3 separate regions of the Mus musculus genome follow, and all the other regions are linked to region 2. A link is a contact called in public promoter capture Hi-C data. All regions are on one chromosome and are shown on one strand. The core of a region is the stretch at or near the end of the contact, and the rest is flanking DNA. Distances in the headings are between cores, read along the strand shown. Region 1 holds the start of Cmpk1 (cytidine monophosphate (UMP-CMP) kinase 1). Region 2 holds the start of Plod1 (procollagen-lysine, 2-oxoglutarate 5-dioxygenase 1). Region 3 holds the start of Mob3c (MOB kinase activator 3C).

Region 1 (2,841 bases), core at 331-2,830, about 33 Mb after region 2:
TTATTGCTAAATATTCTTGGGCCTATTTTGGCTTTGAAATTTTTTTGTTTGTTTGTTTTTTGTTTTAAGCAGGGTCTCATGTAGCCCAAGCTGACTTGGAACTTGCTATGTAGTTGAAGCTGGCTGTGAAATACTTCTTTTCATACCTCCACCTACCAGCTGCTGCAAATATAATTTTGTATCGAGCTGTTTGGGTTTCATTATTGTTTTGGAGATGGGAGTCTATGTAGCTCTGGCTGGTCTGGACCTTAAAAGTGTAAACCAGATGAGGGTGGTCTTGAGTTCACAGAGTTCCATCTGCCTTTGCCTCCCAAGTGCTGGGAATACAGTCAGGCTTCAAACCTATCATCTTCCTGCTTCAGCCTTTGACTTCAGGTTTCTTATTTGGGGAGCTGGAATATTGTAGGTCCAAAGCCAAATTATCTATCTTAGCCCCCAATCAACCATTTATTGTTCACCTCTATGTGACCTAACATTCTTGTGACTATTAGGTAAGTCCATTTGTAACATACAAACAGAATCCTAGCTTCCAAACCCAAAGGCTAAGAATGTGATTGTAAGGGTCCATGACTTTTCAAAGAATGACACCCTGGATTCAAAAAGTATGTAAATACAAAGAGTGTTTTATTTTGCAGAAGTTCAGCATGCTGGGGTCTCCCATTACCAAGAAAGACCGAGAAGTGAGCTTGCAGGCCCAATTTAAAGCACACTGGGGGAGTTCTGAGGTAGGTGGGCTTTGTCTTACTCTATCTCTAGTCAAGTGCAGCAGTGAGGAGGAAGGAAGTTTAATCTGTAACTGATTGTGAACCATCCATTGAGATAACTCACTACCTTTGGATCAGCTTGTCTCATCCCTCTCGTCATCATTTGGCATCTGGGGCCAATAACAGTACCAGCTTTGCTAGAAACCATCTCTACCAAGTTATCTGAAAAAAAAATTGCCATGATTCATAGCTTTGTTCTGTTACTATAAAAAACTCCATGAAAATGCTACCACTGCCGACTCCAATTTTCAAAGGTTTGTGTTCATCCAGGCTCAGTTTTCACTCTTTTTCTTCTCTCTTCAGAGTTTTCCCTAATGGCCCGAGTCAGGGTAACAGAGCTAAGCTTAAAGTCTTTCCCTGCGGTTAGAATATAACCTAAGTGCTTTTCCATAACCGACTCAACTCTCCATTAATGACTTTCCATTCCACTTATCCAGCCCTAACCTTCTAACATGCCCTTCTCTCTTGGCGGGTCACTGCATCCAAGTCTCTGCTCTTTTCAGTCCTCAAGTCTTGGTTCCAAGGTCACCTCTTTAGAGGCCTTCTTTGCAAACCTCAAACTGTTCTCATTTTCCTTTGGTTTCCTTCCCAACAATGCCGTTGTTCCTACTGACTCCTGTGCTTGCCTCTTCGGTTAGGCCGCTTCTCTTGGGAAAGGGAAACCCGGGAGATTGAACCACTGGTCTGCCTAAACGTCAATCCAGGTTCTGAAACTGAAATGCCTTGGGTCTCCAGCCACGTTAGGAAGAACCGGAACCGCGAGCGGAAGCTGGCGCAGCGCACGGAGGCCCCGCCCCTTCCTGTCACGGCGGCCGGCAGCTGGCGGCGGGGCCCCGGCGCCCGCTCTGCCCGCCCCCTCCCTGCCGCCCCGCCCGCGCCGCCGCGCCGGCCGCTGTCAGAAGCGCGTTGTATGCTGAGCAGCTGTCGTCGGCTGCTCCCGCACGTCCTGGTCCCGAGCTGCCCGCCGCTGACCCGCACACTGCGGCTCTTCCCTCTCCACCTCATGAAGCCGTTGGTCGTGTTCGTTTTGGGCGGGCCCGGTGCGGGCAAGGGGACCCAGTGCGCGCGCATTGTCGAGGTGAGGCCGTGCGGGAGGGCGACGGAGAGCTCCCGGGCTGAGCGGAGCGGGCCGGGGCCGGAGGGAGCAGCCGCGTTGGCGGCCGCGCCCCTCGCTGTGGGGAGCGGACTACGAGTCCCGACGGCCACCGCGCGCCCGGGCCGAGGGGCGTCGAGTCTACGAGTGCTTTGTTTCCGCGCGCCCTTGCTTCCACTCCTGGGATCCGGGTCTTCTCGCTACATCTCTGGCTGTCAGTCTCCGGCTAACCGGCCTCGAGGAACCCGACCCGGATCTTGTGGTAGTTAAAGTGCCGGATTTGTGAGAGCCCAGGCGCTAACCTTTGGCCCAGCTGACAACTCACGCCCTTTTCCTTGGGCGAGTGAGTCACTCACTCTCAGTGAACCTCAGTTGTCTAAGCAAATAAAAAACTCTGCTCTCCGAGAAAGTAAAACACCACCCAACTATAAAATCCTCTTATCATTTTTTAAATAATGTTTGCTTTAGGACTGCAGAGATGGCTGAACGGGTAAGGGCGCCTACCACCACGTTCCATCCCTGAGACCCACAGAGAACCACAACCCCACTCCCGCGAGTTGTCCTATGATGTTCACTCTAGAGCTCAAGGGTTTGCCCACACAAATAACTAAATACAATTAAAGTTTTGACATAAGTTTACCAGTTCCATTCTTTTAGTATTTGAGGTCAGGGGTGGCATGTACACGGAGAGAGGCAAAGACTTTAAACTCAAGCAGGTATGGGTTCTAGCCCGTGTTAGCTGTAGTGATGGACTGTCTTGTTTTTTCTAGCCCCTATGAGCTGTAATGATGCGGTGAGGAAGGCTTAATGGACTGTCTTGGGCAGTGTTTTAAAGGAAAACAAGACAATCAGAAAGAAATGGCAGGGTTGGGGAAAAACACCCAACATTCACCTTTAAATTGAGTGCTTGATAAAAGGTTTTGACCCAGAACTTGATAATTTCTTCTTTTCCTATAAGCCGTGGCCTATATTTGCTTTGTATTT
Region 2 (2,858 bases), core at 40-2,539:
AAAAAGAGAAACAAGAAAAGAAGAACGATTCCCAATAATATGACCTAGAAACGCTGCATAAGTTATGAACATGTTTATTCCACAACTTGGAAATAATCATTGCAAACATTGGTCTGTAAGTTTCCTGTGTTGGGGGTGGGTGTGTGTTGTTGAGGTCTCACACAGTCCACACTAGCCTCAAGCTATATGGTCACTAGCTCTACGGCTGAGCATGTCTTGAACTCCTGATCCTGCTATGCCTCCTGAGTGCTGGGATTCCAGCTCGCTTTGACACCTTCTTCCTCCCTTCTCTGACTGAGTCTGGCTGTGCAGCTCAGGCTGGCTTTGGACAATGGAGCTCTTCTACCTCCTGAGTGCTAGGATTTGGGCAGACCCCACCCTACCCCACCCAACCTTGTTTTGACCTATCTGCTAGGCAGAGGATCTATCTTTAACAATGAGTCATACTGAAGAGAAAACCTTTCCCACTTAGCATCCTGTAGATGCCTGTTTCCTTTGTGAAAGACCAAATCTCCCTAACTCCCTGATTTCGTCAAGCCCCTCCTCCCCCGCCCTCCCGAACCCTGCCCTAGGATCTAATCTGTGGGACTGAGATTCCAGGGTCCCTGTTTGAGCTCTCTTCTACGGCTTGACAGATTTTGTCTAAATGTAGATGTGCTTGGCTCACATCTGGACCAGGAACCCTTGCTCCAGAAACTTTTGACCTTCTTTTACTTTGTCTGTGAATGGCACTGAAAATTTTCACTCCATCCACTTAGCCCTCATTCATCCATCCACTCACTCACCCATCCATCCATCTGGCCCCCCATCATCCATCTATCCAGCCAGCCAGCCACTTACCCATCCATCCACCTATACCGCCATCCAACCATCCACTCACTCACCCACTTACACACCCACTTATCCATCCATCTAATACCCCCCCCCCACCATCACCACACACACACACATCCATCCCATAATTAACCGCTGCAATTTCCTTGACTACTTTCTGATTTCCTTCCAGGGAGCGGAAAGTTGAATTAAGTGATTCTCTTTTGGGAGCTGGGGCTAGACTTTATATATATATTCCCACCATCGCGGTGCAGATGATATTAAGTCTCCTCTTCTAGACATCAAGGCCTCGCCCTCCTCGCCCACTTGGAGAGAAGCGGGGGAGGGAGAGCATGGACGGTCCGGCATCGGGACCCAGGGGGCACAACGACCTGCCCCAAGTCTGGAGGACCTAGAAGCCTAAGCAGGAAAACCCTTCCCCGAGGCGGGCGGAGGCGTGCGCGGCACCGCCCCCGGGGCGGGCTCAGTGCGTGGCAGCGCCCGCCGGCCCCGTCGCGAAGTTTCCAGTTCAGCTTCTGTCTCAGTGCCGGCGGGTTGTTCCCGAGACTCCGCTATGCGGTCCCTGCTGCTCCTGGCCCCGTTGGCCTGGCTTCTTCTGGTCCAGGCGAAGGATGACGCCAAGCTAGAGGGTGAGGACGCGGCGGCGGAGCTGTGCCTGGCCGTCTGTCTCGCCGAGGACCGGGGTGTCCAGGCGACCTGGGCTGGAAGGGGGGGAGCCGGGGAGCTGGGTTGCGGTCATCTGTCCACTTGCCCGCGGGTGACTCCGGTAGATCACTTCCTCTCATGGGGTCGGGATTCCTAGGTTTGTGCTGCGGGCAGAGGAGGGGACAGCCGAAGTACACTCTCCCCTTGCGCGCCCCCTACCCTCATTTGGCGCTCAGAGGAGTCCATGATCACAATTCCCATAATAAGTAGCAAGACTCCCGTTTATCGTACACGATCTGCTGCAGCCTGGCCTCACTAGTTAAGCACCAGTTAAATACGTTTGCTGGAAGTGTTTTCTTATGTTAACCCCGTTTTCCAGCTTTACAAACTGAGGCTCCAAATCAGCCGCATTCTCCAGGGCATCCTGTTTTCTTCCACCCATGTTGCTGGAGACATGGGAGTTGGCCTGAACATGGTGGGTGGTAGGAATGTGGAGGGCTCCGGTGGGTGAGCCCTGTTGGTAAGAGCACTTGCCTAGCTCGCATGCAGCCCAGGGTTTGGTCCCCAGCGCTGCATAAACTAAACATAGTTGTGCATGCTTATAACCCCAGTACTCAGGGAGGTTGAAGCAGGGTTATCAGAAGTCCAAGGTCATCCTCAACTACACGAAGGGTTAAAGTCAGTCTAGACTACATGAGACCCTGACCAAAAAGGAAAGAAAGGAAGAAAAAAAAAAAAAAAAAAAAAAGGAAAGGAAAAGAACCTGGCTTTGAAACCCATGTGCTGGGAGCCACAGGTTTTTGCATGCCTGCTCCGTCTTCCATCTGTGCTCAGTTATACATAGGGTCACACGCCTTTCGCGTTGGTGATGCACAGTTTTTGAGAAGCTTGGTATTTTAGACTCCAACACAGAGTGGCAAGACCTCATTTCTAGAGATCACAAGAGATTCCTCAAATAAGACCAGCCCCTGAGTCCCCTTAAAGTCAAGGCTCTGGGCATTTTCTCTCCAAGCTCAGAGCAGCTAGGTTTGTTGTTGTTGTTGTTTTGGGGTTTTTTTGTTTGTTTGTTTGTTTTGGTAGGGTCTAATCTAGCATCAAAGGAAGATAGATAAGAGACTCTGATAAGTCCCGACTACAGAGTTGGTAATGTGTGCAAAGGCCCACCTAGTGGCAGGAACCTGGAGCCCAGTGGCAGCCATTTTTTCTCCATTTCACTTTCTCCTGCTTCTGCTGATGCGTGCTCGGATACTCCAGACCATCCCAGTTCCAAGAGCCTCAGTTGCCCTCTAGGAAGCCCAGAACTCAGCTCCCGCTCTGTGCCAAGAATGGAGGCGTCACCGGCAGACACTGTGTTCCACACTTCAGACACTCATTTGGGT
Region 3 (2,738 bases), core at 16-2,515, about 32 Mb after region 2:
AATGAAAAGTGAGGGGGAAAGAACTGATATCAGCTCTGGGCCTCCATCTCTGCATGCCCATCTTCATATACCCACAGCACCACACACACACACACACACACACACACACACACACACATACACACACACGTTGGGATAGCTGAGAGGTCAAGTGGTACGTCCCACATGAACAGATGGCGAAACTGAGGCCTAGGAGGAGGATTTGAGGAGCCTGAATTTGCACAGCAAGTTAGAAGTAGGGGACTGGTATAAAAAGGGACTCAGCCTATGACAAGGTACAAAGTGTCCCTTTCCTGCTGTCTGGCCACTGGCCTGATATAGATAATTGTGAAGGAAGGGAGTAGAGAGGCCCCACCTCCTTAGTATAGAACTTTAGGCCCCAGGACTTTTCCTAGAAAGAGTAAACTTGGAGGTGAGTACGGAAGGTAAGCTAAGAGGGCATCCCGTCTGTTAGCACTATCCTCTCCCAGCCTCACACGGAGCCTCTCTTCCTCTTCCCTGTGGACCCCCCACTTTAATTACTAGGTAGGTGGTCAGTGGTTTGCTTACTCCGTGACCAAGCATTTAATCTTCCTAGATGAAGAGCACAGGCTGACTGACACTGCCTGTTTGTCTTACCTCGTCCCCTGCCAGGGACACACCTGCTCCTTCCTTAGTCTGGCTTAGAATCAGCCAGAAGATGGTCCCAGTTTGAACTCAGAATCTAGCCTAGCACGCCCTGCGGGACAAGATCTAAGTTTGAGATTCTCAGAGAAAGAGGGAGCGACAGACGCAGCGCTGTCCAGCCAGACCCGCCCCTACCTCCCGCGAGCTCCTAAGAACCTCCCCTTAGCTTCAGCTGTTAGGGCCAAACAGGTCCTAGGACCCAGAGGAGCCAGCCTGACATTTCCGCTCCTGAAGACACGCCCCCCACCACCGCCAGCTACCGCCACCCCCACCCCGGACTTCGGACACTGAGAGCCTCGGACCCTGGGCTGAGGACTGTGGCCAGCCTGCTTTTGGGCCGGAGTCGCTTCCAGAAGGTGCCACGCGAGGACCAAGAAGAACTAAAAGTGGAAGCAAGACTGGGCCCTGGGGGGCGCGGAGACGCGGCGCTCACTCACCCGCTCCGCCTGAGTGGACAGCTCCGGGTCTCTGTCCCTGCGGCCACACCGCAACGCGCCGGTCGTCCTCCGGCCTGTGATCCCGCCGTGCGGGTCTCAGCGTCTACCCACCAGTCTGATCTGGGCCGCGGCCGCCGTCCCGCCGCCAGTGCTCGAGGAGACGCCAGCTCCGCCCCAGGCTCAGCCACGCCGCGGCCACGGGGCGGGGAGGGGCGGGGAAAGGGACTCCCCCGTCCCAGGATACTTACTCTTCTCTTTAGCCTTTCCGGGAAGTGGGAAGTCCGATCGGGCTCGCTGTCTCCCCGAGGGCAAAGGACTAACTGAGGAGCCGCCCCAAAGGACCGCCTGGATCTTCCCTAAGGAGATAGCCTCAGATTCATAGGCTGTAGAATGGGAACAAGTTTAGCTTCCGCCTGAAGCAGAAAGAAAAACCGCTGTGGTTTGAATGGTTTCCTAGCCCTCCTGCAGTTATCTGAGCTTCACTTGTCTTTGAATTCAATAAAAGTTCCTAGCAGCCAATGTGTTCAGCTTCAGTCCACTGCCATACAGAGCAACTCAAAACCCACCACTGGAGGCTGCTGCTGGTGGATGGCGCATGTCTTTAATTTCAACACTAGCGAGGTAGAGGCAGGCAAATCTTTGAGTTCCAGGCTGCTAGCCAGCCAGGCTAGCCAGGGCTAGGTGGTAAGATGGTCTCTCTCTCTCTTAAAAACAAAACAAAACAAAACAAAACAAAACAAAACAAAACAAAACACCAAAACCAAAACCAAACCAAACCAAACCAAAACAACCAAACACTTAAATGAATAGCACACGTATGGGAGCCGTGGACTGGGTCAGTCCAGACAGAAACATTCCCAAAGAATGTTCAAAGAAGACCTCGCCTTCCTTGCACCTGGTTCTGGTTCTGTAGACTCTCACACCATCCAAAGTTACCCATTTCCTATCTTCCTTTGTCTCTGTTGTTCTTTAGAATGGCTTCTCTCCCAGCCTGTTCCATCTGGCTCCAAACCTTTGCATACTTGATCTACACTACCCACTCTTCTACCTAGATTCCTCCCCTGGAAACAGGCTGCTATCCCACATCAGTGCTCAATGCATACCATGGCTTGGCCCCAGGAACCTGTCTGCAGGATCTGCCTAGGGTGAGGAGGTTGAAGACAGAGTTCTACTAGGTGAGTGCTATGGTTAACCTTCATTGTTAGCTTCACTAGCTTCGGAACTACCAAGGAGTCGCCTCTCTGGGAGTGTGTATTCCCAAGGGGTTGTTTAACTGAGGAGGACTGGCTCTCCTTGAATGTGTCTCCTGCCATCCTGAACTAAACTAACAGAAAGGTGGGTGAGGGTGGGGGAGCCAATAGAGCACAGGTGTCCATCCACCTCCATTTCTTCACCACTGTTCCAGACTCTTGCTGTCACAGCTTAGAGCCTGTCTTGACATACTTTCCCTACCATGGTGGACTGCACTCTCAAACTGTGAGCCAAAACAAAAAGCTTTTCCTTAGTATTTTGTTACAGCATAAAAAGTAAGTACCACAGAAGGCCAAGGCAGGCAGCTGGGCTGCCGAAGACATCCCGGAGGACATGAAAGCGAGAAGGAGTGACTGCGGAGACATTGGAGCCTGAGGCTTTATA

The links. Promoter capture Hi-C pulls out the DNA fragments that hold promoters and counts their contacts.
Region 1: a contact with region 2 is called in a promoter capture Hi-C map of second pharyngeal arch cranial neural crest. The contact joins the promoter of Cmpk1 here to the promoter of Plod1 in region 2. A contact is called at or near these places in 4 of 39 promoter capture datasets (cranial neural crest, maxillary cranial neural crest, pre-B cells and 1 more).
Region 3: a contact with region 2 is called in a promoter capture Hi-C map of pre-B cells. The contact joins the promoter of Mob3c here to the promoter of Plod1 in region 2. A contact is called at or near these places in 3 of 39 promoter capture datasets (cranial neural crest, frontonasal cranial neural crest and pre-B cells).

The regions. Positions count from the first base shown.
Region 1 is chr4:114,985,967-114,988,807 of GRCm38.p6, reverse strand. Cmpk1 (cytidine monophosphate (UMP-CMP) kinase 1) reads left to right here and starts at 1,580. Exons shown (of 6, transcript NM_025647.3): 1 at 1,580-1,842. The coding sequence starts at 1,675.
Region 2 is chr4:147,935,207-147,938,064 of GRCm38.p6, reverse strand. Plod1 (procollagen-lysine, 2-oxoglutarate 5-dioxygenase 1) reads left to right here and starts at 1,289. Exons shown (of 19, transcript NM_011122.3): 1 at 1,289-1,463. The coding sequence starts at 1,388.
Region 3 is chr4:115,826,607-115,829,344 of GRCm38.p6, reverse strand. Mob3c (MOB kinase activator 3C) reads right to left here and starts at 1,265. Exons shown (of 4, transcript NM_175308.5): 1 at 1,104-1,265.